Regions from separate parts of the Mus musculus genome. Here all the other regions are linked to region 3. The links are chromatin contacts, called in public Hi-C, HiChIP or PLAC-seq and promoter capture Hi-C maps. All regions are on one chromosome and are shown on one strand. Each heading gives the region's core, a stretch centred on a gene start, on an enhancer-like site or on the middle of the called end of the contact. The rest is flanking DNA. Distances are from core to core; before and after follow the strand shown.

Region 1 (2,782 bases), core at 14-2,513, 200 kb after region 3:
TGGGAGGCAGAGGCAGGCAGATTTCTGAGTTCAAGGCCAGCCTGATCTATAGAGTGAGTTCCAGGACAGCCAGGGCTATACAGAGAAACCCTATCTTAAAAAAAAAATTGACTTCTAGACAAATCTGCAAGGCATTTTCTTGATTAATAGTCAATTCGGTAGGGTCTAGCTCACCCGGGGTGACATCACCCCTGGCCAGGTGGTCCCGGGTAGTGTAAGAAAACTGGTTGAGGGCTGGGTACGATTACACATCTTTAATCCCAGCACTCAGGAGGCAAAGGCAGGCAGAACATCACAATTACAAAATTAAAAAGAAAGTAACTGTTGAATCCTTTCACAGCCCTTTCCCACCTATCTAAGACAGACAACCTCAACTCTTCTTCAGTGACCTCTAGACAGGGACAAGTCTCCCTCACTTGGGAAAGAGAAGAGATTCGAGGATCATCCAAAGGTCCATGGTAGGATGGTTTGGGCCAGCATCGGACAAAGCAGGCTATCCTGTCCCTGGCAATGTCCCTCCCTCTGTGGGAGGCAGGCAAAAGTCTACCTGGACTGGGACAGTGTCCTATTCCACCTGAAGTAGGTTCCTCAAGTCACAGGGTGTCTAGGTTTAGCAAGAAGGTGGTAAAGTGAACCAATGGTTCCCTGTCAGACCCAGCCCCGTCTCTCTGAACACCGAGTTCAAATAAAAACAGTGCGACTGCCAGTCTCTATTATCTACTTCACTGTCTCCAAGGTATTCCACACAGCACAAGCCAGGAGGCTGAACCCCTGCGGCCTTTAGTGTGTGTGTGTGTGTGTGTGTGTGTGTGTGTGTGTGTGTATGTGTGTGTGAGAGAGAGAGAGAGAGAGATCAGAGATAACTTCTGAGTCAGCTTTCGTTCTACCCTGTGGTTTCTGGGCTCAGATTCAGCTTGTCAGTTGTGGTAACAAGTACTTTTACCTTCCAAGCCATCCTTCCAAACCTGGAGCTTTCTCGTAAGACCTAGGTAGACTGAGGAGGCCCCCTTTTCCTCTGGAGCATGGACTGAAATCCAGTAGTCTCAGTTTTCCCGTCTCTCCCTCATTCCTTAGCTTGAAGGAGCCAGGACCCAGCACTGGCTCTACCCTGGGTGTGGTAAGTGAGCTATGGCCTTAAGAGCAGGTGGGGAGGGCTGCCTACGGGAGCATAAGAGGTAGGACCAGTTCCCTCCAGACTGCTGGTGTGTGGCCCAGGGCGGAGCCCCTGGGTTTAAAGAGCAGAACCCACCTAGGCTCTCCTCAGACTTCCTCTCTGCACCACTCCCCTGGCTCGAGTCATCTCCCGGGTGAGTAGATGTTTGCTGGGACTTAAGTGTGCTCCTTAGAAGGGGTGGCAGAAAGACCATCTGAGGAAGGGGGAGGGGATGCCTCCAAGACTCTGAGAAGTGAACAACTATTTGGGGATTGTGAGAACAGAGATGGCCTCTCCCGGCCTTGAGAGTTCTGATTTTAAGACTGTGTAGCAGCGAGTTCAGGACTAGGGGAAGTAAGGGCCAACCTTTAACAGAAGCAGAAGTAAAATGAAAATGAGACAATCCAGGAGCTGTGGCTTTGTGTGAAGGGGTAGGAGAAACTGATGAAGGACAAAAGAAAACCAGCTTCAGAGACTGGTAGATTATAAACTCCCATGTCCAGGAGATTTTTAATCCATTTTTCCATCTTAAGGCAAAAAGCCCATGTGGTTTATATATACTGTAGCAGGTTTTCAGGGCTAGGTCTATATTTTAGGATTTACATATCATACATAGCTCCCTTAATTTCATCTGCATAATTTACAAGGTTGTTATAATTTTCAGGACACTGAAACACAGAGATATTACCTGCTAAGTCACACACCTGGTAAGTGGATGTGAGAAGACTGAGCCCAGCCAGTAGGTGCTGGATCTGTGATCTCATTAGCAGATCAGAGCTAAGTATAGTAGACAGTAACCGAGGCTTCAAAACTGAACCCTTGGCACTAGCCTATAGCTACCATTATACAGAAAGAAAGGCTGGGGCTTTTTCTCTCTAAAACTCAGCTGCACAAGGGGTGTCACAAGCAATGTAAATGAGGCCCTGGGTAGGACCTACTCACAGGAGAAAGGGGCTATGTCTCTCACACCAGCAGACCTTTCTAGCAGGTACCTATGCTCTGAGTAGATCTGGGGCTGCTTGGAGCAGAGTTCCTGGCTCTAGAAGAGGAGGCTGGAACTGCACCCTCCAGCCCTGTTGTTGAATTCTGAGATAATCTACGACTCAACCGGATTACTCCAGGCCCAGATCTTTTCAAGTGGAAGAGGCAGGGCCTGGACACCTGGTTGGGAAAGCCTAGCTCCTTCGTAGAACAGACACCTACCTCACTTGGAGCATTTGGTTTTATCTTCGTGGATTCCTACCTTCTGTGAAAGAGATGATCGCAAAGCCTACGTGGTCACTCCAGGGTGTTCTGTTTCTGAACACGTAACTAGAATTAAGCAATCCACATACCCGGGTAATCACTAGTACCATCTGTATGGGGAAGTGGAAAGCGATCGTTTCCTTAAGGTCAGCGCTTGCCTATGTGGGATTCATATGTCTAATTTTCACACCAGTTCTGCCTCTTACTAATGGGGTGAGCTGTGGCAGGTCACAGATCACAGACCCAAGCCACCACTTCTACTCTGCATCTCACCCAGCAGCCTGCAGTCTCACCCTGGGTCCTGATATGGAGGAAATCACCTGTGCCTTTCTCCTGCTGCTAGCAGGTGAGTTCTCCATACACTCCGCCCACCAAGGTAGTGGA
Region 2 (2,961 bases), core at 292-2,791, 230 kb before region 3:
CAAGCCTGAAGTGTAATAACAAGGTGACTGACTGCGCCATTGGTACTAGACAGAGTGGTACTTGGGTTCACCAGCATTCTGAACGTGTCTGTGAGGACTTCCAGCAAGGTTCCCACAATCTGTTTGGGACCTCCCTAGAAAAGAAGGGCAGAGGAAAGGGAATTCTCTCCCATCCTGCCTATTTGGACCCCAGCAGGGCTCTTCTGCCCAGAGACTGAGATGTAAAACGTCAGCTGAACCCGCATTCCCTGCTGTCATAGATCTACAGCTTGCAGACTATCAGCTGTGGGTCTTTTCTGCCTCTACCACCACATGAGAAATTCCCATAATACAAATTTTAATGCCTGCCCACATCTCCTATTGGCTCTGTTCCTCTGGGGAACTCTGACTAGCACATCTGAGAAACACTGTTCAGCCCAGGAGAAAGCAAAACAGAAGAAGGCCTTGATGTCTTTGGACCAGAGTAAGAAATCTGTGGGTGCACTCATCCCTCCTCTTTGTTTGTCCCACAAATGCTGACCACCAGGTTTAGTGCAGGCTAGCCCATGTTGGCCTTCCTGGGTGCATGCTCTTGGGAGAGGCAGGTAGTGGTAGCAGGCAGATGAGAACATAGAGGTTAACAGGACTATGGCTTGGGGGCTGAGGATGGCCACCTATTACCTGGGTTGCCTGGGCAAGACCCTGGCCATATTGACTCCACCAACCTTGCTTCCCTTGGCTCAGCAAGTCCACAGAACAAAAGAGGTCTACAGAGGTAGCCATCCTTGCCGGAAGGCCCCTGCAGACAGGGTGGCTAGCTCTGCTGGACAGACACTGCATCTCGGGTTTGTTTTTATCTTTTATGAGGCTATGGAAGCCAGGATTGCAGCCCCTGCTCATTGCAGCGTCTGGGCTCTTGCCCAGGGACTCTAAGGTCCACAGTGTAACCTGCTCCTGGCTGCTTTACTTGAGTGCCTCTCCTCCTCTCCACATGAGAACACCAGCTTCTCTCTGATGGGTCTGCCTTCTCTTTTTACTTCCTGTATGTGTAACATCTTTGTGGACTGGCTGGCATGTCTTGGTGAGGCGATCTTGGCCTCAGCCAGTGAGTCTGACTGTGCCCTACTGTCACCTGGGTGGCACTGTGTGGCTTCTTGCCCAAAGAACTCATGGTCATCTCTGAGTTCCCATGAGGCTCACTGACTGAGCAAGCCTTCCTTTATTCTCCAAACTGACACCTACAGTTTGGCTGTGGAAGGCAGCCCCTTCCGTGGAGCTCTTATGTGGGCTAAGTTGATAGCTGGTGGCTGAAAGGCTGGCTGCTGGGTCTACAGTTAGGGTATGCGCTTACGTCCTGCATAAGTGACAGGCTCTTGTTCTGAATGTAACTTGTCATCAGCATGGCTAAGGGAAGGGCAGAGGACAAGTTCCCTTGGATGGACACCTTGGTCTGACCGTGTACAGAGATGAGAGTTCTCCCTCACACCTACGGTGGCCTTAGCTCACCTCCTGGAGCGAGTCACCAAGTGCTGTGTGTTCCCTAGAGAGGCAGGCGGCCTGTTGTCCTTGGTGTGTGCATCATATATGATTCATACAGGCTGTCTGGACGCCTCTGAGTCAGACACCCATCATACTCAGGGACTCGGCTCTTCCCAGCTTTTCTCCTGTCCTTACTTCTCCCTTGGGTCTGTGGGTCGGTTGACATTGGTATCTCTCTAAGATTCTTTTCATGGTCCCCCTGGATCAAGAAAGGAACAGTTTATGGTTGGAAACACAGCAAGTCCACCCCTCATGCTTCCTAGAAATCCGAGTGCAGATCTTTCTCGAATATGAGAACCAACTGGGCAAGAGATATCGCTATCAGCTGATCAGGAAACACAACCATCAACCCCACAGTCCCTCCGACAGTAGGAGACAAGCTTACTGCAGTGGTGACATAGAAAGTACAGAGAACATTTTGGGAAGGCTAAACAGGCTCTCTAAGTGAGACTTGGAATGGGTGGGTCATCTGTGAGGGCAAATTGGGCTACTCATGCTGGGAAGACAACAATGTATACTAACTTGCCCCTCTATTGGGACTACTCTCGTTTCAGTATTGAAAGTTCCATGATGAACCCTGGACTTCATGGGTGGTTGGTTCCCTGTGTGGACAATGGGATCTAACATAAGAAGAGAAGCCATGGTACAGGCGGTGCTCAGATGGTGACACGCATGTCCATACCTGATGGTGTGGACCAACATGGAAAAATTTGAGTGCTTTGGGCAAGATCATGCTTCAAGAAGCTTCTGAGCCAGGCAATGGTGGTGCACGCCTTTAATCCCAGCACTCGGGAGCAGAGGCAGGTGGATTTCTGAGTTCGAGGCCAGCCTGGTCTACAGAGTGAGTTCCAGGACAGCCAGGGCTACACAGAGAAACCCTGTCTCGAAAAAAACAAATATATATATATATGTATGTATGTATGTGTGTGTGTGTGTGTGTGTGTGTGTGTGTATGTATGTATGTATGTATGTATGTATGTATGTATGTATATCTTCTTGAAAGCAGGGGAAAGGGAGGAAGATCCCTGGAGGCTGAGGGACATTGAGTCCATCCAAGAACATCTGTGCTATGCAAGTTGGATCTGGAGGCAAGTAGGTTTTAGGGAACTGGTAGGGGGAGCCCCTGTATTCCAGGGAGCTGACTAGCTATGTCTGAGATTTTGATGAACGAAGGGGACTGCATCTGGATAAGATTGAAATACACAAGCCCCAGGCTTGCAGACACAGGATCAATATGTGCCAGCGAGTTGGTCAGCAAATGTTATGAGTCAGCTGGGAGTACTTAGGGCAAGAAGGGCCACGGCTGCTACAGAGAGGGGTTGACAGGAGAACCAGAGGCTCCCTGGGGAATTGGAGCAGGGGGAACACAGCCACTGTGGGGACTGAGGGTGGCAGCAGCCTGTAATCTAAGCACTCAAGAGGCAGAAATAGATGATTCCAGAG
Region 3 (2,700 bases), core at 7-2,506:
GGAACTTACTAAGTAATCCAGGAAGGCCTGAAAAATATCATTTTTCTGTCTCAGCCTCATGAGTGCTAGGACTATAGGCAGATGTCACACCTGGCTTCTGGGGACTTCTCAGAAACTGTTAATGAAATGTCAAGTGTAACGTAGGCACACAGTAGATGTGGGCTTGGACTAACAGTGCCAAAGCTGGAGTCTGGCATCGTGGCTCGCTAAGATTTCAGTGAGGTGCCATTTATATCTACTTTATTAATACATTAGAGAATTTTTGCCTTATCTTGGAAATTTAGCAGTGCTGGGCACTTAACCATTTGCTAAAGGTCCCCATGTTCCAAGTCTCCTAGGAGAGAATTCTCCTGCCTCCCTGCACTCATACTTAGGACTGTGGCTGGTAGACAGCAGGCAGCTAACCCACGTGGACTGTCTTTTGTGATTGTACTAGAGAAGATGGATGTCTGAGGGGACTTCAAGGTGCGTCCTAAAGAAGCAGCTGTCCAAGGGAGACACTTTGTTCCTGACCACAGCTGGCTCTATTGGCTGACAGTTGTTGAGATATCTTCTGCCCAGATGTTCTCCTCTAATGCCACAAGGGAAATCCTGAAAACTTTAACGGTCTGGATCACCTACTTCTAAGATAGGCTTGCTGACTGCATATCCAGTCTCTTTCCAACTTTGCCAGTGTGTGCTTTTCTGAAAAGGCTAGACTTCACACACACACACACACACACACACACACACACACACACACACACGGTACTTTACATGCAGCAAATGGAATTATTTATTTTAAGTAAAAACACGTAAGGACCTCTTCAGTGTTCAGTACCGATCTTCCCTGAGCAGAAGGCATGTTGGCTATCCTCAGCCTCCCCGCTAGTCAGCTCTGCCAGGTTAGCACTTATGTGACGATTAGCCACATGCGTGTCTAGTTAAGTGTCTCTAAGGCATGATGTTCCCAGGCTATTTATCCCACAGGGCTTGAGCACCCATCTCAGTTGTTGTTTGTTTGTTTGTTTTTAGATGAATCAACTGTCATCTGTGGAGCTTTCTGTGCAGGGCACAGGACAGAAGAGGGAGGAATAGGCGTGTCCTAGCTGGAAAGAGAAAGGCCTGGCCCTGGAGGGCGGGACTTGGCAGTGTGGAGGGCGGAGCCCGGCTGCGGTGGGCTGGGTCTGGCCCTGGAGGGCGGAGTCTGGCTGTGGAGGGCGGGGCCTGACCGCGGAGGCGGGCGCGCCACAGCAACCCAGCCTCATTTCCCTCATTTCCTCGCGCGCGCCGGAAGTGGCGGTGCTCCGCGGCGGCGCGCCGGGCCGGCCCCGCGCAGGGCGCTGGCCAGGTGTGCAGGTCCCCAGAGGCGGCGACGCTGAGCGGCGGGCGCGGTGAGTACCGCCGTGTCCTGCCGCGCCTCTGGGCAGCGGCCGGTCCCCTCGGACGAGCCCTCCGGGACGCCGCTGGGCGCGGCGCTTCCTTGACGCGCCCTCCCGAGGCTGGTCCCGTTTTGGAGACCGCTGCTGCCAGGGACCGCTGGTTTGCGTGTCAGGTTTTTTTTTTAACCTCCTCGTCATCATCTCTGCTGAGTGGCTAAACTTTTTACTGTGGGGTTGAACGCGCCCACTGGCAGCAGCCCTCCTGCCTCTGACAAAACGCTCCCCTTTAAAAGATGCTCTTGGAGTAGGAATTGATGATCGCCGGAACCTGGATAAAAACCAAAAACGGAGAACTGTCAGAAGGACCAGATAGTTTAGAAAATTCCTGCATTTCTGAGCAACTGGCTGGGTAATTTGTCAAATACCACAGCGGTACTTGTGTTTGTGATGATGACATTGGCGGCATGACAGTTTGGTTACAAATCTAACGCTTTTCTTCTTAAGTCCTCATTAAATCTGAAGGTGTGCTTTAGCTTGTTTTTGAAATGTACATGCAGTGTCCTGACAGTTCATGCCACTGAAGGCCCCTGGGCCTTTAATACCTTGGGGATTAATGCCATCTCTTAAAGGTGCATTTAAAAAAGCACCTCTGATTTCCGAAGTAATAAAAAGGTGTTTTATGGCATAATATTCGGGAATATTTGCTACTATCTTTTTTAAATTATGTGACTAAAAGAATATAAAAAGGGTGTTGTGTTTTCAGTATATGAGGCTTAGAAGTGTTGATATTAAACAACCAGCTTTAGTTTCAGATAATTAAGAAATTACTGTTTATCCATCTACACTCCTTTTGTAGTGGTATAAAATATAAAAAAACGTCAACAAATGCATGAAAATGAACTGTCTGTGAATCATTACATGCTTCTTACCTTGTCTGCTGCTACACACATCAGATTTTAATTGTACAACATTCCCATAGTGCTCTGCTTCTTCCAAATAGGTTACCCCTGCTTCCCCATTAAGAGTTCTGACTTCTTTCATCAGCCATTAGTTTGGACTATTTTAAGCTTCATGTTAATGGAGTTAATATATAGTATTCTCAGAATATTGCTGTGGAAGTCACTGTTCGTGTTTTTTGATATGATATCATTCATATCATGGTATGGTGTTGATAATTCTTTCTTATAGTGTAATGTGCCATTCTGTGATGTGATTGTTCTTCTGTTCATGAATGTGTGCTTCCAGATTTGTGTATTATTTGTTTTAGGTTTTAGGGGTGTTATAACATTCTTGTGAATGTCTTAGTATGTGAATACATTTCTGTCAGATGTAAAATGGC
Region 4 (3,044 bases), core at 17-2,516, 200 kb before region 3:
TGTCACCTCCCTGGCAGAAGAATGTGAAGAGGATATTGAGGATGACACCCAGACTAGAGATGCTGAGCCATTAGGCCGTCACATCCCATTCTTCTACGTGACTTCCTCTGTTGCCACTTAGGCCTGCCGGGAAGGCTGCGGTTGAGCCCAATGTTTTCCTCCTTGACAGCGCTGGTGGCTCAAGGTCAGGCTGGAGTGACAGGAGAGGAGCCTGTGGACAGCTATCTTATGAATGGGCTCCCATCTGACTGCGATTGGAATGAATACCCAGCTTCTGCTTCCAGGAACGTCTCCAGCAAAAAGATCTGGACTGAGAAGGTCTGGGCTGGAATGCTCTGAAGGCTAGCCATAAATCCCCACCCCTGCCCCAGAATGATGATGCATAAGCTAATTGCTCTGGAGGCACCCCTGCTCACCCCTTGGAGCCAACATGTCATTCTGCATCCTCCCAGCTCTGCCACTCTCTGGGAACAGGGCCAAAGAGGGGTGGATGGGAGTTGGCAAAGTCACCACGAAGGAAAACATTTTAATTCATTTAATTATGAGACTCTCAGAAATCCATGCTCTGTTTCTCCTTGGGCTGGTTAAAGAAAATGAGAAGTGGCTTGTTCCGACCCCCACCTTCTCCTTAGCCAAAGAGCCTCTGAAAAAGTGTGGGGTGTGGGCAGCACAGAGCTGTGCACAGCCAGGAACAATAGCCCGGCACGTACAATGCTAGTCCGCCCACTGCTGGCTTGCAAGATTCCCCCTGTGCACTTCACATTTCCTTCTGTGGTCTGCGTTTTGCTGCACACTAAACTTTGCGCTTCCTTCCTTTTCCAAGCACACAGGTGACATCAAGGTAGTAACATGTGAAACTTGTAGGGAATGATCAGCCTTTCCTTAGCGATCATGAGGTCCTTAACAGTATGGTTTAGCATCCAGGCCACCGTCTTGTAACACAGACTCGCTAGGTCCAGAGTCTGTTTGCTGGGCTCTGCTCTAGCTCTGGAGAATGTACACAGTAGCTACCACCAGAAGCTTACATCTCTTTAAGGAGCTCACTGAGTGAAGACAAATGTATCAAATGGTGGAAAGGAACATACACAAAGTATCCCCCTAGTCAAAACCAGCCTGGGGCACCGGGTACCCAAGGGAGACAGACAGCTCTCTCTCTCCACTCTTCACCAAGGCAATCAGGAATCAGGTAGCAACAGTCTAGGGCAGTCTAGGGCGTCCTCTAAACAGCGCCTCTCGATTTTAGTGAATAATTGCTGGGCACTGCAGTGGGCTAACAGCCAGGAGGCTTCTGAAAGGCTCTGCTAGGAATGTATAAGGCTCTGGGCACGGGTACACTAAGCCTGGATGGTAAGATCTTTCTTTTTGCTTGGGTAGCTGTGGAAGCCAGAGTGAGTAGTGCAGGGGAGGCCAGAAGCCTGCAGTGGCCCCTGCCTCTATCCCCAATCTGTAGAAGAAGTTGGAGCAGGCAGGGGTTGGGACATTGCTTAGCCCATGTGTGGAGGACACAGTCTGTTTTTCCCGGGAGAGGAAGGATTTTATCTCTGTCCAGTGGGTACAACTGTGTCCACTAGCAGGGAGTTTCTGCAGATTCCTCAGTTTTCCTGCTTCTCAGAGCCTCTTGACCAGCTTGGCCTCTGGCTCCATATGGGATCCAGGACCGACCCCACAACCAGCTAACTTCAGCTATTCCAGACCAGATAGCACATGGCAACCTGTAGTGTCTAAGGTGCTACAGCCTGTAGAGATAATATCTTGTGCGTTGTATGGATGCATCACCTGTCAATTAAAAAGCTTATAGCCTATGGCTTAGGCAGGAAATAGGTGGGACGTCCGAGAGGAGAAAGGATTCTGGGATAGAGCCAGGTGCAGGAGATCCACTCAGGAAGATGTGAGGAGACAGACGCATGGTACCTGAGCACAGGCTCTACTCTCAGAGCAGAGCCTAGCTATATGGTCCAGGTATTTGTAAGTATATTTTTGAGTCTGAGTCTTATTTCTGGGATCATGAGCTTAGGAGGAAGAACCAGGGCCTAGCTTCTACAACAGCCAAGCTAAATGCATGCCCATGCTGCAACCCTTTACTGCACCCGAACTAGCACCAACATGACCCATCTCGCCCACGTCCCCGGGGAGGAAAACCAAGTCACATAAGCATACAAAACAGTTTCTGAGGATGCATGTCATGAAAAATACAAAACAAATCATGGGAATGCCAGTGACAGGCTGGCATGGTGGGGAGCAGCCACTGTACTGGAAAGTCAGATCTGCTCATAGATGTCCAGAGCAAGGGAGTGGGCAGCAGAGCAGAGGGCCTGTGGCAGGGGCAAGCTTGGAGAGCTCTGGGCAGGAGGGTGGTGCAAGACAGTATTGAGCAACCCAGGAGGACGCAATGGTCAGTGAAGCACATGGCCTGGGCTTAGGCTCCCTTCTAAATTCAGGAAAGCAGGGTTTGCATAGGGTTAATGTGGATGGTATATTTGGAAGCGTTGGCTGGGGCTGGGGATGCCCTATGTGCCAGGCTGAGGAGGCAGGCTCTCCTGGAGGAGACAGGCATTCCAGAGGGCGGTGGCCCATGGTTCTCATCTCTATGCTTTTGTTCTACCCAAGGGCCAACCTTTGAAGGTCATGACCTTGCCTAGCCGAGTATCAACCTCATAGGGTTCACACCAGACTGCATTCCACACCAGTCTTGGGGAGAAAGTATACAGTGGATGACGGCTTAATGGGCTTCCCCGTGGAGTGATGAAAATGTTCTAGAACTAGATAGTCACATGACATAGTGAATGGCCCGTGTCATTGGCCTTGCACTTTAAAATAATGAAGTTTGGGTCATGTGTAGTTTTGTGACAATAAAAACACTAGTTCAATGTCTTTTCATGATAAAACTTTCTAGAAACATAAGAACACACACACACACCACCTCTTACAGCTAACATTATATTCATTCACAAAAGACTAGATGGCTCTTTCCCTAAGATCAAGAAAATCAGGGATGCTGGTTCTTGCCTCCGCTATTCAGCATGGTACTAGCAACTCTAGATGGT

What was found. Hi-C and Micro-C count contacts between places; a contact is called where the count stands out from the background. HiChIP or PLAC-seq counts read pairs in DNA pulled down with a chosen protein or histone mark. Capture Hi-C pulls out chosen DNA fragments and counts their contacts.
Region 1: a promoter capture Hi-C map of liver shows a contact between it and region 3. The contact joins the promoter of Fxyd4 here to the promoter of Csgalnact2 in region 3. A contact is called at or near these places in 6 of 39 promoter capture datasets (the 3T3-L1 cell line, fetal liver, hippocampal neurons and 2 more), 1 of 15 datasets of contacts at CTCF or cohesin (the NIH/3T3 cell line), 5 of 484 Hi-C or Micro-C datasets (CD4 T cells, LSK cells, memory CD8 T cells and 2 more), 3 of 115 datasets of contacts at active chromatin or transcription factors (bone marrow-derived macrophages, effector CD8 T cells and memory CD8 T cells) and 3 of 9 other capture datasets (adipose tissue, liver and pancreatic islet).
Region 2: a contact with region 3 is called in a FOXA1 HiChIP or PLAC-seq map of pancreatic cancer cells. The contact joins the enhancer-like site here to the promoter of Csgalnact2 in region 3. A contact is called at or near these places in 8 of 39 promoter capture datasets (the 3T3-L1 cell line, 3T3-L1-derived adipocytes, the HPC-7 cell line and 3 more), 1 of 15 datasets of contacts at CTCF or cohesin (large pre-B cells), 1 of 484 Hi-C or Micro-C datasets (the 3T3-L1 cell line), 4 of 115 datasets of contacts at active chromatin or transcription factors (the 230-238 cell line, embryonic stem cells, pancreatic cancer cells and 1 more) and 4 of 9 other capture datasets (adipose tissue, embryonic stem cells, liver and 1 more).
Region 4: a Hi-C map of the N1E-115 cell line shows a contact between it and region 3, with 2.7 times the contacts expected there. The contact joins the enhancer-like site here to the promoter of Csgalnact2 in region 3. A contact is called at or near these places in 1 of 484 Hi-C or Micro-C datasets (the N1E-115 cell line), 1 of 115 datasets of contacts at active chromatin or transcription factors (acute myeloid leukemia) and 3 of 9 other capture datasets (adipose tissue, embryonic stem cells and pancreatic islet).

Annotation. Positions count from the first base shown.
Region 1 is chr6:117,935,816-117,938,597 of GRCm38.p6, reverse strand. Fxyd4 (FXYD domain-containing ion transport regulator 4) reads left to right here and starts at 1,263. Exons shown (of 9, transcript NM_033648.1): 1 at 1,263-1,307; 2 at 1,818-1,860; 3 at 2,676-2,744. The coding sequence starts at 2,705.
Region 2 is chr6:118,366,286-118,369,246 of GRCm38.p6, reverse strand. No RefSeq gene overlaps it. Among named protein-coding and RNA genes, the nearest start is that of Bms1, 52 kb to the left of the region's middle. Within about 2 kb of position 1,541, at least 32 of the 459 cell types and tissues checked have an H3K27ac peak or open chromatin away from gene starts, as enhancers often do. A contact at or near this core is called in pancreatic cancer cells, where this site is marked.
Region 3 is chr6:118,137,696-118,140,395 of GRCm38.p6, reverse strand. It overlaps Csgalnact2 (chondroitin sulfate N-acetylgalactosaminyltransferase 2), which reads left to right and starts at 1,256. Exons shown (of 8, transcript NM_030165.3): 1 at 1,256-1,373.
Region 4 is chr6:118,334,368-118,337,411 of GRCm38.p6, reverse strand. No RefSeq gene overlaps it. Among named protein-coding and RNA genes, the nearest start is that of Gm30498, 27 kb to the right of the region's middle. Within about 2 kb of position 1,266, at least 19 of the 459 cell types and tissues checked have an H3K27ac peak or open chromatin away from gene starts, as enhancers often do. A contact at or near this core is called in the N1E-115 cell line, where this site is marked.